Regions from separate parts of the Hordeum vulgare genome. Here region 1 is linked to region 2. The links are chromatin contacts, called in public Hi-C maps. All regions are on one chromosome and are shown on one strand. Each heading gives the region's core, a stretch centred on a gene start, on an enhancer-like site or on the middle of the called end of the contact. The rest is flanking DNA. Distances are from core to core; before and after follow the strand shown.

What was found. A called contact is a pair of places that touch in the nucleus more often than the background predicts.
Region 1: a contact with region 2 is called in a Hi-C map of leaf, with 2.9 times the contacts expected there. The contact joins the enhancer-like site here to the promoter of LOC123449242 in region 2. A contact is called at or near these places in 3 of 6 Hi-C or Micro-C datasets (leaf and seedling).

Annotation. Positions count from the first base shown.
Region 1 is chr4H:520,562,180-520,569,220 of MorexV3_pseudomolecules_assembly, forward strand. No RefSeq gene overlaps it. Among protein-coding and RNA genes, the nearest start is that of LOC123449243, 56 kb to the left of the region's middle. Within about 2 kb of position 3,457, at least 2 of the 3 cell types and tissues checked have open chromatin away from gene starts, as enhancers often do. A contact at or near this core is called in leaf, where this site is marked.
Region 2 is chr4H:520,162,296-520,168,922 of MorexV3_pseudomolecules_assembly, forward strand. LOC123449242 (inositol-tetrakisphosphate 1-kinase 2) reads left to right here and starts at 4,914. Exons shown (of 10, transcript XM_045126385.1): 1 at 4,914-5,387. The coding sequence starts at 5,203.

The sequences.
Region 1 (7,041 bases), core at 2,207-4,706, 400 kb after region 2:
TGGGAACAACTTTGATCAGTTATGATGCATTATTGTACCCGGAGTTGACTCATACTCTTTTTGAGCTTTAAAGACATCCGCGCTGATGGTTTCCACGTTTGAGACCGGTGATGACTATGGCCATGTGTGTATACTCATCACCAAGTGGGATGCAAATGGTAGATATGCTATCGAAAAGCTTCCTCCATTCGACACAGGGTTATGCTACACTAAAATAGTAGCACCGCCCGTGTACACTACCCTTAAGACTATTTTTAGAAGCTTTGAACTTTTCTGCATCTCTCATGATAGGTTAGGCCACCCCGGACTTAGGATGATGAGAAATATAATTAACAGCTCGCATGGTCATAATATTAACATCAAGAACTTGCTGAATCCCGATGATTTCGTATGCTCCGCATACGCAACGGGGAAGTTAGTCACTAGACCATCGCCTCTCAAGGTGAGGGACAACATCCCCGCGTTCTTGGAACGTATCCTAGGGGATATATGCGGTCCAATTCAGCTCCTCACGGGTCCGTTTAGGTACTTCATGGTGCTCATTGATGCTTCCTCTAAATGGTCCAATGTTTGCCTGCTATCAGCACGGAACCATGCCTTTGCAAAGTTGATCTCTCAGATCATACAAATGAGGAATAATTTCCCTGATCATCGTATAAAGTCTATCCGAATGGACAACGCCGGAGAATTTACTTCAAAGGCGTTCGATGATTATTGCATGGCAATGGGAATCAAAGTTGAGCACTCGATACCGCGCGTTCATACATAGAATGGACTTGCCGAGGCATTGATTAAAAGAATTAAATTCATTGCCCGACCGCTCCTTTAGGGTTGTAATTTACCAACTACATGTTGGGGCCATAGAGTGTTACACGCGACCAATCTCATCAACTTTAGACCGTCGGCCTACAACATCCACTCTCCTGTTCAGTTTGCGCAAGGGTCGAAGCCGAAAATTTCCCACCTCCATAGGTTCGGTTGCCAGGTATATGTACCAATACCACCACCCGAGCGATCAGCAATGCGCCCGCTCCGTAAGTCGGGGATATACGTTGGTTATGAGACTATGTCCATAATCAGGTATCTGAACCCCATGACAGGTGACTGTCACACGACTCGTTTTGCTGATTGCATTTTTGACGAGGATTTTTTCCCGACTTTAGGGGGAGAGAATCACCCCCTTGATGCTAAAAGTCGGGAAATCATGTGGCATGCCATGGGAATCCATGCCCATGACCTGCACACTACTGAGACTGAGAGAGAAGTCCAAAATATAATAGATTTGCAGTCATGGCAAATCAATTACCTGACCACTTTAGTGACTTAAAAACTGTGATAAAATCGCATGTGCATGCGTGCAATGCACAAGAAAGGGTTGAAATACCGGTATACCTGCTCCCCTTCCAAAGGCCTACAAAGACGAGAGATCCGGCTTCTCAAATCCCAAGTACTCGGGGACGCCTGACGAAAAAGGATAAGAGAGATTTATTACAGCGTGTCACCAAAGTACCCCAAAGTGAAACGGGGAGCTAGTCGAGACCTGGCATAAGTACGGAAATTCCAGTGCACGACATTCGGTACTTAAACTTTCCCATAAGGGAAACACCCAGCAGAGATGTGTGCGCACACATCGGCACGGGAAATCTAAAGGACCTTGCTCCTAGAATGGGAAATTTGGTAGAGCAATTGTTAGCGCCAGATGCGCCCCATGACGAAATGGCCATAGATTATATTTATATGAGGGAGTCTCTGAACCGAGCAACGTTGAGTGCCGACATTAATTTTGCTACAAAAATTGCCTCAATCATAGATCTTGACCCTCAGCCTAAAACGCTCGCCGATTGCAAGAAAAGGTCGGATTGGAAAGATTGTCCGAAGGCAATTACTTCTGAATTATTATCTCTCAACAAAAGGAAGGTGTTCGGACGAGTTTGTCGAACTCCTCCCCCACATTCGCTTTGTTGGCCATAGGTGGGTTTTTCTTCGAAAGAGAGATGAAAATAATAAGGTAGTACGGTACAAAGCAAGGCTCGTTACTAAGGGTTCACTCAACGACATGGTGTCGATTTTGAGGAGACCTGTTCCCCGGTCATGGATGGAGTTACCTCTAGATACTTGATCTCAATGGCACTAAACATGGGCTTGAAAATGAAATTAATGGATGTTGTCACTTCTTACCTATATGGTAACTTGGATTCGAACATATACATGAATTTCCTGAAGGTATCCATGTTCCGAACCATGATAGAACAAATATGAGTCTATACAATGTTCAACTTCAAAAGGCATTGTACGGACTTAGACAGTCTGGTAGAATGTGGTATAATCGCCTAAGAGATATCGTTCATCAGAAGGTCTGCACGAGCAATAAAGATTGCCCATGTATTTTTGTACGACGATCCCAAGATGGATTATGTATAATCTCAACGTACGTGGATGATTTAAACATAATCGGTACACCTAAGGATATTGAGGAAGCAACTCCCTACCTGATGTCGGAATTTGACATGAAGGATTTGGGTAAAACCAAGTTCTGTCTACCTGATGTCTGCAACTTGAACATTCCCCTGACGGGATTCTAGTGCACCAGTCGGCCTACGCCTAGAAGGTGTTGGAAAGATTTGAATTTGATAAGGCATATCCTTCTAAGACCCCGATGGCCGGGAGATCTTTACAGCCAGACAAGGACCCGTCTAGGCCTAAGGAATAGGGGGAGAAAACTCTCAGACCAGAGGTCCTTACGTTAGTGCAGTTGGAGCACTCATGTACCTTACAAACTGTACACGACGAGACATTACTTTTGCCGTCAGTTTGCTCGCTAGGTACAGTTCTAAACCTACCAAGAGACATTGGAAAGGTATCAAGTACATCTTCCATTACCCACAAGGGACCAAAGATCTTGGCCTATTTTGTAAAATGAATCAAGACCTATCTCTTATAGGTTACGCCGACGCTGGGTACCCGTCGAACCTGCATGATTGCAAATCACAGACGGATAACTGTCCAAGGGGGAGTGTTGAAAAACTACCGGGTCGATAGGAGCGGCGCGGCCTGACTCGGCCAGCGTCCTCCCTTTGACCGAACGTTTCCCACTTAACGTTAAGTGGACATTTATCCCCCTTACCTCTAGGCTATATAAAGAGAAGAGCACCCCATTGTGCAATACCCTGATCAATGATTAATAAAGAAAGACTCCCCCCTACTTTTCTGTATCAACTTACTTTCTGTATCTGTGCATGATCGATTACGACGCTCGCTCCGCTCGCAACCTTGAACCGGACTCGCGGCAAGAGTTATATCTCCGTGCGGATTGGATTGTCAATTTTCGGGTGCTTTTGTGTGGCTGCTCTGGCAGTTACGTTGTGCGACTACCAGTGGGCCGTCTGGTATCGGGCTACAGCAACCGTCCGAGGTCATCCATGTCATGTACGTGTCCGATTCAATGATGGGTGATGGACCCAGCCCGGAACCGATCTCTGATAGTAACAGCCTGGTGGCCGGTGCCGGTGGGGATGAGGAGTTATTCCAAACCGCGTTTCACCGTGCAAAATAAAACAAGTGGAGAAACTACAGCTGACGTTCTAGTTTGGACTGCTCCAGAACTTTCGACCCGAATGACGTTTCGGAACTAGTATTCTGATGGGAGCTTTCTTTTGCACGCGATTAATTTGATGGGATGGCGGGTGGCAAATCAGAAGAAAACGATCAGAATTCACGACTTTAGTAAAAATATATGTGCGCCGTTACATCGTGAGAGACGTCAAAACTTGTATGCAGTGCCAATGATACGGGCACGTATCCAGTGTCACTCGATGCTTCCAGCCCCTAAAATGTCATTTGCCCTTGGGTTTCTATATGGAGTAGAAATAGAATATGTCATCGCTTGCCAGTCAAAACACGATCGAGGGAGGCATGGGGTTAAAATATACTTAGTGGCAGTATCATGAGTATCCAGGCTAGATAGCCCATCGATCCGTCCTAAAATATGCAGACGGTACACGCGGCATCTCCCGCCCCTCACGGCTCACGCGCGTCCTACCCTTGGACGGAGCAGCTCGCTAGCAAATGCACGGCGCGTCCGGACGGGAAGCCGGCCGGTTTCCCGTGACCGAACGGGACGGAACGGGGTGCAGTAATCTAGTCCGACGAGTTAACGCCGGTCACACGCAGCGCATGCCACCGCGCGCGCTCCCATCTGCATCCCGAGCCGAGAGGGGAGTTCAATGTGGCGCCCCACTAGCCGTGACGCGTCGCCGCGCTCCGCATGGCGCCGAGATCCCTGCCGGCCGGCTTCGGCATTCAAAAACAACCGTCGTTTCGAACCTCTCGACCTTGGCTTTTCCCTGATCATCAGTCAGTCTGCGTGTCCATGCCTTGATCTCTGGCTCTCCGGATCGGAGCTGGCGCCACAGCGTGGCTGCCAGACGCAATTATTGAAAGAATGTTCGTCGTGTCCGGTAGGCTGGCTGGCATCCCTGCAGCGGCAGCGTCTGCTTCCTTGGCCAGTGCTCCCTCCCTGCATGCATGCATGTAGCCGTGCGGCTGCTGTGGATCTGGACGCAACTCATTCATGAAACGGGATCCTCAAATCTCGGTCCTCATCGCGTCAGACTGACACGGCGCGACGCGTACTGAGGAGAGATCTGTTCTTGGATGATATCTTACGGAGCGGTGGTACTAGCTAGCTAGCAGATAATAAGGGGTGGATGGTAAGGGGTGGATGCAACCGGCGAGAGCAGGTACGCCTGCGGCGCGTTGGCGGAGCGAGAGCGAGAGCGAGATGGAGGGACCATCCATGTTGCATCCGGGGCGATGGCGGCAGTACTAGGCTGTCTCCCATCATCATTCGGGGTGGATTTGGTTGTGGATATGGTGGTGCAGCCCACATGACGCGCCGGCCGGGCCGGGCGCCCGTGTAACAAGCAAAAGCAAGACTCCCTGCAGACAATCATTGGCCGCAGCGGGTCATGCGTCTCGCTCTCACCACCTCCCTCAATTAGCCAACTGTGGAGCAGAGCAGGGCAACTACGCTGCAGGTCGACGCTTTCTTTCTTTCTTTATTCCCCTTCTCGTAAAAAGAAGAAGAAAAACCGTCTGCTGCCGCTGCACGGCCATGCTCCGCCCCCTGCAACTGTCCACTCCACACCGAATTATTAGCGTTTGCATGGCAAGCTAAGCTTTGGCGTGGAATCCGTGTCAACAGTGACGAGGCATGGCCCCCGGCGCCGGGCAAAGGATATGGCCCGTATCGTATCGTATGGGCCCGTCCCCATCCCCGTCCCCTGCTGACTATTCGTGCCTATCCTGTACGTACATAACAAGGCATGCATGCGGCGGTCGATTGATTCGCGCCTAGTGCAATCAAATCCCGCTTCCAGGTACGTACACGTACGTGCGTACGTGCCGATCCCGTCGAGCTTGACATGAACGTACCGCACTGTACCGGCCGGTAGGGGCGAAAGATCGCCTCCGAGTGGAGCGAGCTGAACTGGCCCGTCACGTACTGCACTGCACCGTCGGCGTCGGGTCATCGCCGCTGATTTGAGGGCGCAAACGGGCGGTTTGCAGCGGAGGGAGGGAGGGAGATCTGGCCGCGGATCATCGCGTTGCCCCCCTCGGCTGCTTTTTGCCGGCGCATCACATCGGGCGAGATATGGGGGATATATGCGGAGCCCGGCCGGAGCTCGATCGGCCGAATCTGGCTGACGATCGGGTCGACCTGCCGACGGCTTGCTTTTGAAAGGATGGAACAGGTGTTTCCGAAATGCAGGATGCATCAGAGGGACGACAGCGCACGGTGCAACGGGGACGGACGGATCCGGTGCTGGCTGCGGTGTGTGGCATCAACGGGTACCAACGTCTGCAGTACGTCCGTGGCGTCTGGTGGGTCAGCCGCGCGCGCTATGGTTGTGAGTCCGACGTAGCGACGGGTCCGTCCTGTCACGGGCAGATCACTAACGCATACGATCCCGTCTGTTGGCTATCCCGCGGCCATGCACGTGGGATAAGCGACGGCTGATCCATCCTGCTACCGACAGCCAGCCATATGGATCGCAAATTCCCACCGGGAGCGATATTATAGCTAACTTATTACTCCCTCCGTCCAAAAATAAATAGTACATCAACTTTATACTAGATTTGGTATAAAATTGTATTGAGCTTAAGACACTTATTTTAAGACCGAGAAAATATATTTACATATATAAGTCAACAAAATTGTGGGTGCGCACGTACGTACATCCAGAGTACATGGAGACGGCGGCAGCTGTTGGCGACGGACGGCCCTTTGATACACCCGCGGTAAGAAGAAGGTTGCTCATTTTCTCCGTTCGGGCACGGTTCATCGCATTGATGTCGTGTGCCGTGTTAAGCGTGTGTCTGTGTATGACAAATCCGGTCACCAACATTTGGACTTGGCAAACCCGGTTCCCTAAACTTTTAGAACATTGTCGGATGGCACCTCAAAAGTCCTACCGGAGAGCCGAACTTCTCGTATCAACACTTGAAAATTCATACATATCGATCACATAACAAAAAAAACGCATCACCAATTCAATAATGCAGGAAAGAAAAGAAAAAAACATGCCAGATGCCAAAATGAAATTCAACGCTCGTGTCTCGTCAACATGATAAATCATTCGTTGGGTGTCATCCGGACCACGTCGGCTGCTACGACCGTCGCTCTCGCCCACTCGTACTCCCTATGCATGCTGATCTTGTTCCTCCTCGCCTCAAGCAACTTCTCGCCTTCCGAATCCAAGCGGTTTGCATCAAAAAAGATTATCCTTGAATCCTTTGTGTCTCGAGCTAGTTGCAAGATTCACGACGGAGCCCGATCGAGTTGTCTAATGCACACGAGAGCTCCCCCCAGAGCTATATGTTGTTCATACTGATTTGTATTAGGCTTGCCATAAGCCGAAGGATTTGACCAGGCCTAATATTGTGCAAGTTTTTTCCCGCTCGGTTTTCTAATCTGGTTTTAATTATTTATGTTGGTCTCCTTCGGGTTTTCTTTCGGTGAATAGGAAAAGCTTGTGTATC
Region 2 (6,627 bases), core at 3,664-6,163:
GACATGTGGGCTGAGCTCATTAGCATTAATGACCCTATTAGTTTAGCCTAATATGACACTAACATGTGGGTCCAACTCCCCCTAAATTAATCTGATGAATTATTAATTAAACTAAATTAAAATATGGGTATGACACGTGGGGCCCACTAGTCACTTTGACGAGTCAAGAGGACTGTTGACTGCTGACATGAGCATGACATCATGATGATGTCATAACTAATTATTGAATTTAATTAAATCTATTTAATTCCTAGATAATTAATAAAACTAACAAAATTAATATAAAATAATCCGCAATTCAGACGAAAATATTTTGTACATGAAAGTTGATCAGAAAATCGAGACGAACCCGGATATGCTATTCGTTCATGTGTCATGCGTCTCTATCATAGCAAACATGGAACTTTTCCATCATTTCCGCCTGTTCGGTAGTAGCCAGAGACCCGGGAAATATCGTGAGATATTTTCCCGATCCGTCCATAACGTGTAGTACTGCGTTAGCTCATGCCTAGTGTTGCATATTGCCAGGTCATGCATCGTGATGCATTTGTTTGCCTTATATTTATTGTTTCTTCCCCCTCTTCTCTCCGGTATACGCCGACACTGATGTCGACGCTGCTGCTGGGTACGACTACGCACTTGACGACCAACCCTTTGTTGCAGAGCAACAAGGCAAGCAACCCCCCCTTGATCATTCATATATCGCCAATTCTTTCTCCCTCATGCTTGCATTAGAATTTTGCTACTGTTGTAGTTAGCTCCTATATCTGATGCATAGCCTGTTTTGATAAACTGCTACTTTATTCTACTACACCTTAAAACTGTTTAGTATAGGTGGAGCAGTCATCCCCTTTGACCCTTAGTCCAGTTGCCCCTGCTTTTTCATCAAGTCTCGATCATCTGATCGACGAGCCATGACCCGTCACATCACTCACACCTCCTTGTATGATGCTGCAGAGCTACTATCTAGTACCGAGGGTGACACCTCGTTATGTACTCCGATGTTAGCGTTGTAGTGTAGTTGACCGACGGTGGTTCTCAAAGGGTGATTCCTCCTTCACCACCTTCAATAACGACTCTGTCGTACAACCCATCAAGCGTAGCCCATCGAGGGTGATTCCTCCCTGGCCACCTTGACAGCTACATCGTTCGGAATACATCGAGGGTGATACCTCGGAATCCCTCTCATGTTACAACCACACAACTACTTGACCTTGATACTAGGAACTTGGTGAATGGTGTGTTTGCGGGTGGATTCCCGCGTGGATGTGATGATGAGTTAATTAAAATGTTAATGGATTAGGGTATTTGATCTGAGCTGGTTGGGAGACCTTTTTTGCATTAACCTTCACGTGGGAGAAGTTATGGGTACTCGACGTCGTGGTATCAGCCGAAGCTCTTCAGATGTCAGCAATGGAGCGGTGCGCGCCCGAGTGGTCTGGATAAGCATCGTTCTTGTATAAGAGGTGCCAGGACTGACATCGGCCGCCCTCGCAACATGCAGCAGTGCAATGGGTGATGGGCCCATGAACCCTGCGTGCTTAGGAGTTAGACCGGCGGGCTGGCCTCTCTGTTGAGCCTAGGTAGGGCTGCGACGTGTTGATGTTCCCAGGCCGGGCATGACCCAGGAAAGTGTGTCCGGCCAGAGTTTATCAAGCGTCTTGGGTACTGTGGTGCACCCCTGCAAGGATGAAATTAACTATACGAATAGCCTTGTCCACGGTTACAGGACGATTTGAAGTTATGCCCTGATCTTATACAACTACAATGGTTACTTAATTGGAATGTTTCCTCCGAGGTTGCTTCCTCGCAGGGAGTCGAGGAAGAATCTTTGGGCGAGACCTCATATTAATATTGCTGCAAAAATATGGCTATAAATGTGTTACTTGCTCTACTCTCGTCTATTGATGCATGACCCTTGAAGATGCTAGTCTTTGATAGGACTAGGCCTTCTCTCTTTATTCTCACATTGCTGCAGCCAGTCCACATATAACTCCCTTCCCTTTGATACTAATGCATACTTAGCATAGTTTTGATGTCAGTCTTGCGAGTACTTTGGATGAGTACTCATCGTTGCTTTGCTCCCCTTTCCCCTTGATACGTTGCTGCGACCAGATGATGGAGCCCAGGAGATGGTGTATCCCGCCGACAATGACTGCTACCCCGACAGTGCCTATTGCTATGTGGAGGCCGTTGACGACCAGGAGTAGTTTAGGAGGTTCCCAGGCAGGAGGCCTCGCCTCGTTCGATCGTTATCTCTTTTGTGTTAGCCTTCTCTAAGGCATTATCATGTTCCATGTGTGTACTCAGATATTTGTTGCTTCCGCTGATTCATGTGTTTATCGAGCTTTTGTATTCTAGCCCTCGAGGCCCCTGGTTTGTAATATGAAGCTTGTATGTTTTATTTGTCTCTAGAGTTGTGTTGTGATATCTTCCCGTGAATCCTTGAGCTTGGCCGTATGCCTTTGCGTGTATGATTAGGGTACGATCAAATCGAGGGTGTCACAATCATAGAGAGGAAAGATGGATCCAGTGTCTCCTATGGATGACTCGCCATCATGGTTGTTGAGGATATCCTCGCTGCTCACCGGCTCATCCGGAAGGCTGAGTCCCTTGGTGGGTTCGACGAAGACATGTCGACGACCGGCCTGACATCGATTGATGTGGGCACACCGAGCCGACTTGATTATGCTGGTGTAGATGTCTGACCCGGGTGCCGACGCACAGATCTGGATGAAGGGAACCTGCTGATTAGACTTGGCTAAGTCGGCTTCAAAGTCCCAGCCTGGATTGTTGGTGTAGCGACCGCTACGGTGATTCTTGATCATCATGGCAACCACGTAACTCCTGAACCCTGGGCGGGTTCCCTCCAGAACTTAATCCCACCTTGCCATAGCCCCATGGTGGGCGCCAACTGTCGTGGTTTTGTCACGGCAAATGTCCTCGTGAACGGACTTAATGATGAGGCCATCGTCGCGGTGTAGTGACTCGAAGGGGTTGATCGAGAACGAGAGACGGATCTACCCAGGTTCGGCCCCTCCAATGGAGGTAAAAGCCTACGTCCTGTTTTGGTGTCTATATTGATGGGGATCTCCACTACAAGGATGCAGAATCGCTAACCTAGCTCTCGAGGGTTTCTTACTTGGTCTTTCTGTCTCGAGGGCTCTCCATTATATATAGGTAGAGGTCTCGAGTTTACAACAAAGTCCGGGTGGAATAAGCACCAATGACTTGCTACAATTCTACTTCATCTTGCTTCCCAAGTTAGGAAAGTGTATGTCTGTTCTGAGTGCTTCCTCTATAAATAAGAGGTGGTGGATGGGTATATATAGGCATCTCCAAAAATCCAACCGTTACAACATTATTGCCCAACTCGGTGAAAACTGATTGAATCTCGGCGGCATAGACTTGTACAAAATGTAGCAACTTTTGTATTCTTGGTGAGACCGATATAGGAATCTCGATGGTACCGATCTGGGTGACCTAGGGCAGTTTCCAAATTTCGGTGAGACCGATTCCAAGACTTGGAATTTCTGATTCTTGAAAACGACATACCAGAAACTTGGTCACTAGTTTCGGTGGCACCAAAAGGAATGTTCATGGTATCGAGACTCTAGGGTTTTTGCAAAGGTTCTGCGTGGTGGAAAATCGGTATGGTCGAACGGAAAATCTTGGTGGCACCAATTTTGCTGTATAGGCTTTGGACAAAGAACTTTTGTGGAAGAATGGCTGAGTATTTTTGGTGGCTATCTCTAAGCACTTGAGCAACCAATTCATTATAGATACTTCACCCCCTTTTAATAGTATTGGCTTTCCTATGGACTGAAATGTAATTTCTCGCAAATATAAAATGCAGAGTCTTGTAGCTTGAAGCTTGGCCAATCCTATTTATTTTCTTGTATTGAGGGGTTCCCCTCACAATCCTTAGCCATTGCATCTTTGAGCTTTTTTGAAATAAACTTAGATAAGATCATTAGTTCAATGATACATATGTTGTGATTAATTACCAAAACCACCTTAGGAAGAAGTTGTGCTTTCAAGACAAAGACATTGCCGTTGAACGAATTGGACCAGATCAACACCTCAGACACACCATCGAACTCCATATTTGGCATCCCCGCATGACTAAGACGTCGGGGAAGAAAACCATACGTGTCTGCCACGAACATAACACACGATCCACCATCTTTCAGATGTCGTCGATGCAGACCATAATCTGCATCCGTTCCTAGACTACCTTTCAAACTCTGCGTCGACGCTGGAACAAACGTCGTCGCAACAGTGGTGCCCGAGGACACAAGTTCATCACAAGGATGCCACCGTATCCACGCCATCCTTACTTGAACAAAACTGATTTCTAGATCCATTCCCAAACAAAGGCCAGATAGCCTCGTCGAGAAAGAATTTAAAGATTCTTTATTCAACGTCGCCATCATCACCATCACCGTTGAAGCTATTCAACTTCACTCAATATATGAGCATGGATCATGGATATACCATATGGGTGGAATAGAGCATGGTGGCAAAGATCAAAATGAGTTAAAGCGGGGAAAAATCTTACATCAACTAGGTGGACCAACGAGCTATGAAAATGTTCATCAATCAATATATGAGGGCTTGATATTCACACAAGTGGATCCGACCCCCCCCCCCCCCCCCCCCTCATCACCGACAACGAAGGTCATGGGCGGCGGTGGAGCAAAGCTCTGTGGCGACGGTCGAGGGATCGCTTTTCTTTCTTTGTGTAAGAAGGGGACTCTCAAGGAGGAGGGGAGAATCTCAAGGAGGAGGGGAGAAGAGCGGAGGGATTGGGGAGCCTCCCCCAATTTGTATTGTACGGAGAAGGTAACACGGTTGTCTACGACCGTAGATGTGCGGCAGATAACATTGTCACCTAGAAATTAGAATCATCCACTCACTCACCTTCTCCTCGCTTCGTCGTCTACAAATACCCGGCCGCTCCCGTTCTCGTGCTCCCTCTTCCACTCGTCTCGCCATTAATTAAAGCTCCGGGAAACAATTTTCCTCCCCCAAAATCCTCCAGATATAGCCCTACCACACCTCAGCAAACTCTCTCTCGCGCGCGAAGCATCGACTCTGCTGGATCCCCCCCTTTACCTGGACATTTGACTCCCCCCGAATTCCCATCATTTTGGGTTTATCGCCCATCTGTGGCGGCAGCTCGGGATAGGGCTCGCGGGGATGAGGCTGCATGGGGACGTGTCGGATGACGAAGAGGAGGGTGCGGTGATGGATCCGGCACTGCTGTCGTCGTCGTCGCTCGCCGGTGCCGCGGCGGCCGCCGCGTCGAGGCTGGTGGTGGGCTACGCCCTCACGAAGAAGAAGGTGAAGAGCTTCCTCCAGCCCAAGCTGCTCTTGCTGGCGAGGTAAAAGCCTGGATCACCGCTTATAGAGATGGACTCCATTGATTCATGGGTGATGCAGGTGGTGGCTGTTTTTTTATTCAGAGAAAGGAGATATGTTTCTTGTTTGCTCAGTGGGGAGTAATTTCACAAAACGTGAAGACATATGTTTCTTTTTTCTGGTACAGAGGTGTTGATGACTTAAGGGTCTTGCTCTTGGAGGAAAAAGGCTGTTCTTGGATCAGTTCTTGAACATCAGTAGTGTACTACTAGTTTACTTGAACATGCAGAGGTGACAAACGGGTAGTAAACTAGTAATTGATGTTCAAACCATTATAATTTCTGCAGTATGGGGTGGAATGGAATGCTATTCTATTCCTTATAGCACTTGTTAATCAGTGATCGAATCAGATATCGACTGGAGTAAAGTTAGCAGGAGCGGTTACAGGCTTGTGATAGTGGCTTCTCAGTGAAGCATGTTTGGGTTCTAGATTAGAAATTCCATTAGCATCGGTAGATGCCATATCCGCGTGCCAATGTTGGCAGTTACATTGCACGAGGGGGCGTCCATGGTCTATAATTGTATATTATCATGTCCACTTGACTAAATGCTTTGTGGTATGCTAATCCTTGTGCCTGGCATCTGGGATTCTAGTTGGAATATTCCCATGGATAAGCACATCACTTGGATTATGACAACTTGTTGATGGCAATGTCTTTCCTGGGATCGTTTCCACTTTAGTGAATGCGTCGCTAGATTTGATGGCAACATGGGCCACTGACAAGCAATTATTTTTCGATAAAACTCAAATGAGAAACAATATTTGAGCTGGCTATTTTACTAGTTATCTGAATTAAGAGCTAAATTTGTTCAATTATTTGCTAATTGCTTCCCAGCTTCTCACCCTATGAACATAATTAAAAAGTATGTTGAATAATAAAAAGTAAATGTATACTTGGGTGGGTGCTTGATTTTAAGGTTTATATACTTGCGTATCTTAGAAAATTCTCAACATTCATAGATGTGTATCATGTTAGATCATGTGGGTCTGCAGAGAATCATGCAAAATTATGGTCAAATGTTTCCTGTACAAAAAGACAAATGACTCAGTTTTTTATTCATGCACTTTTATTGTTTGATTGCTTTAACTTAAAAAAAAAGTGCACTTTACCCTTGTGAGTTGCTTCACGGGCTAAACAACATAAGTAAGGCATGCATTCAGCAGAACCCTCCCGTACTTTGTGTTGTGTGTGTTTGGATTTG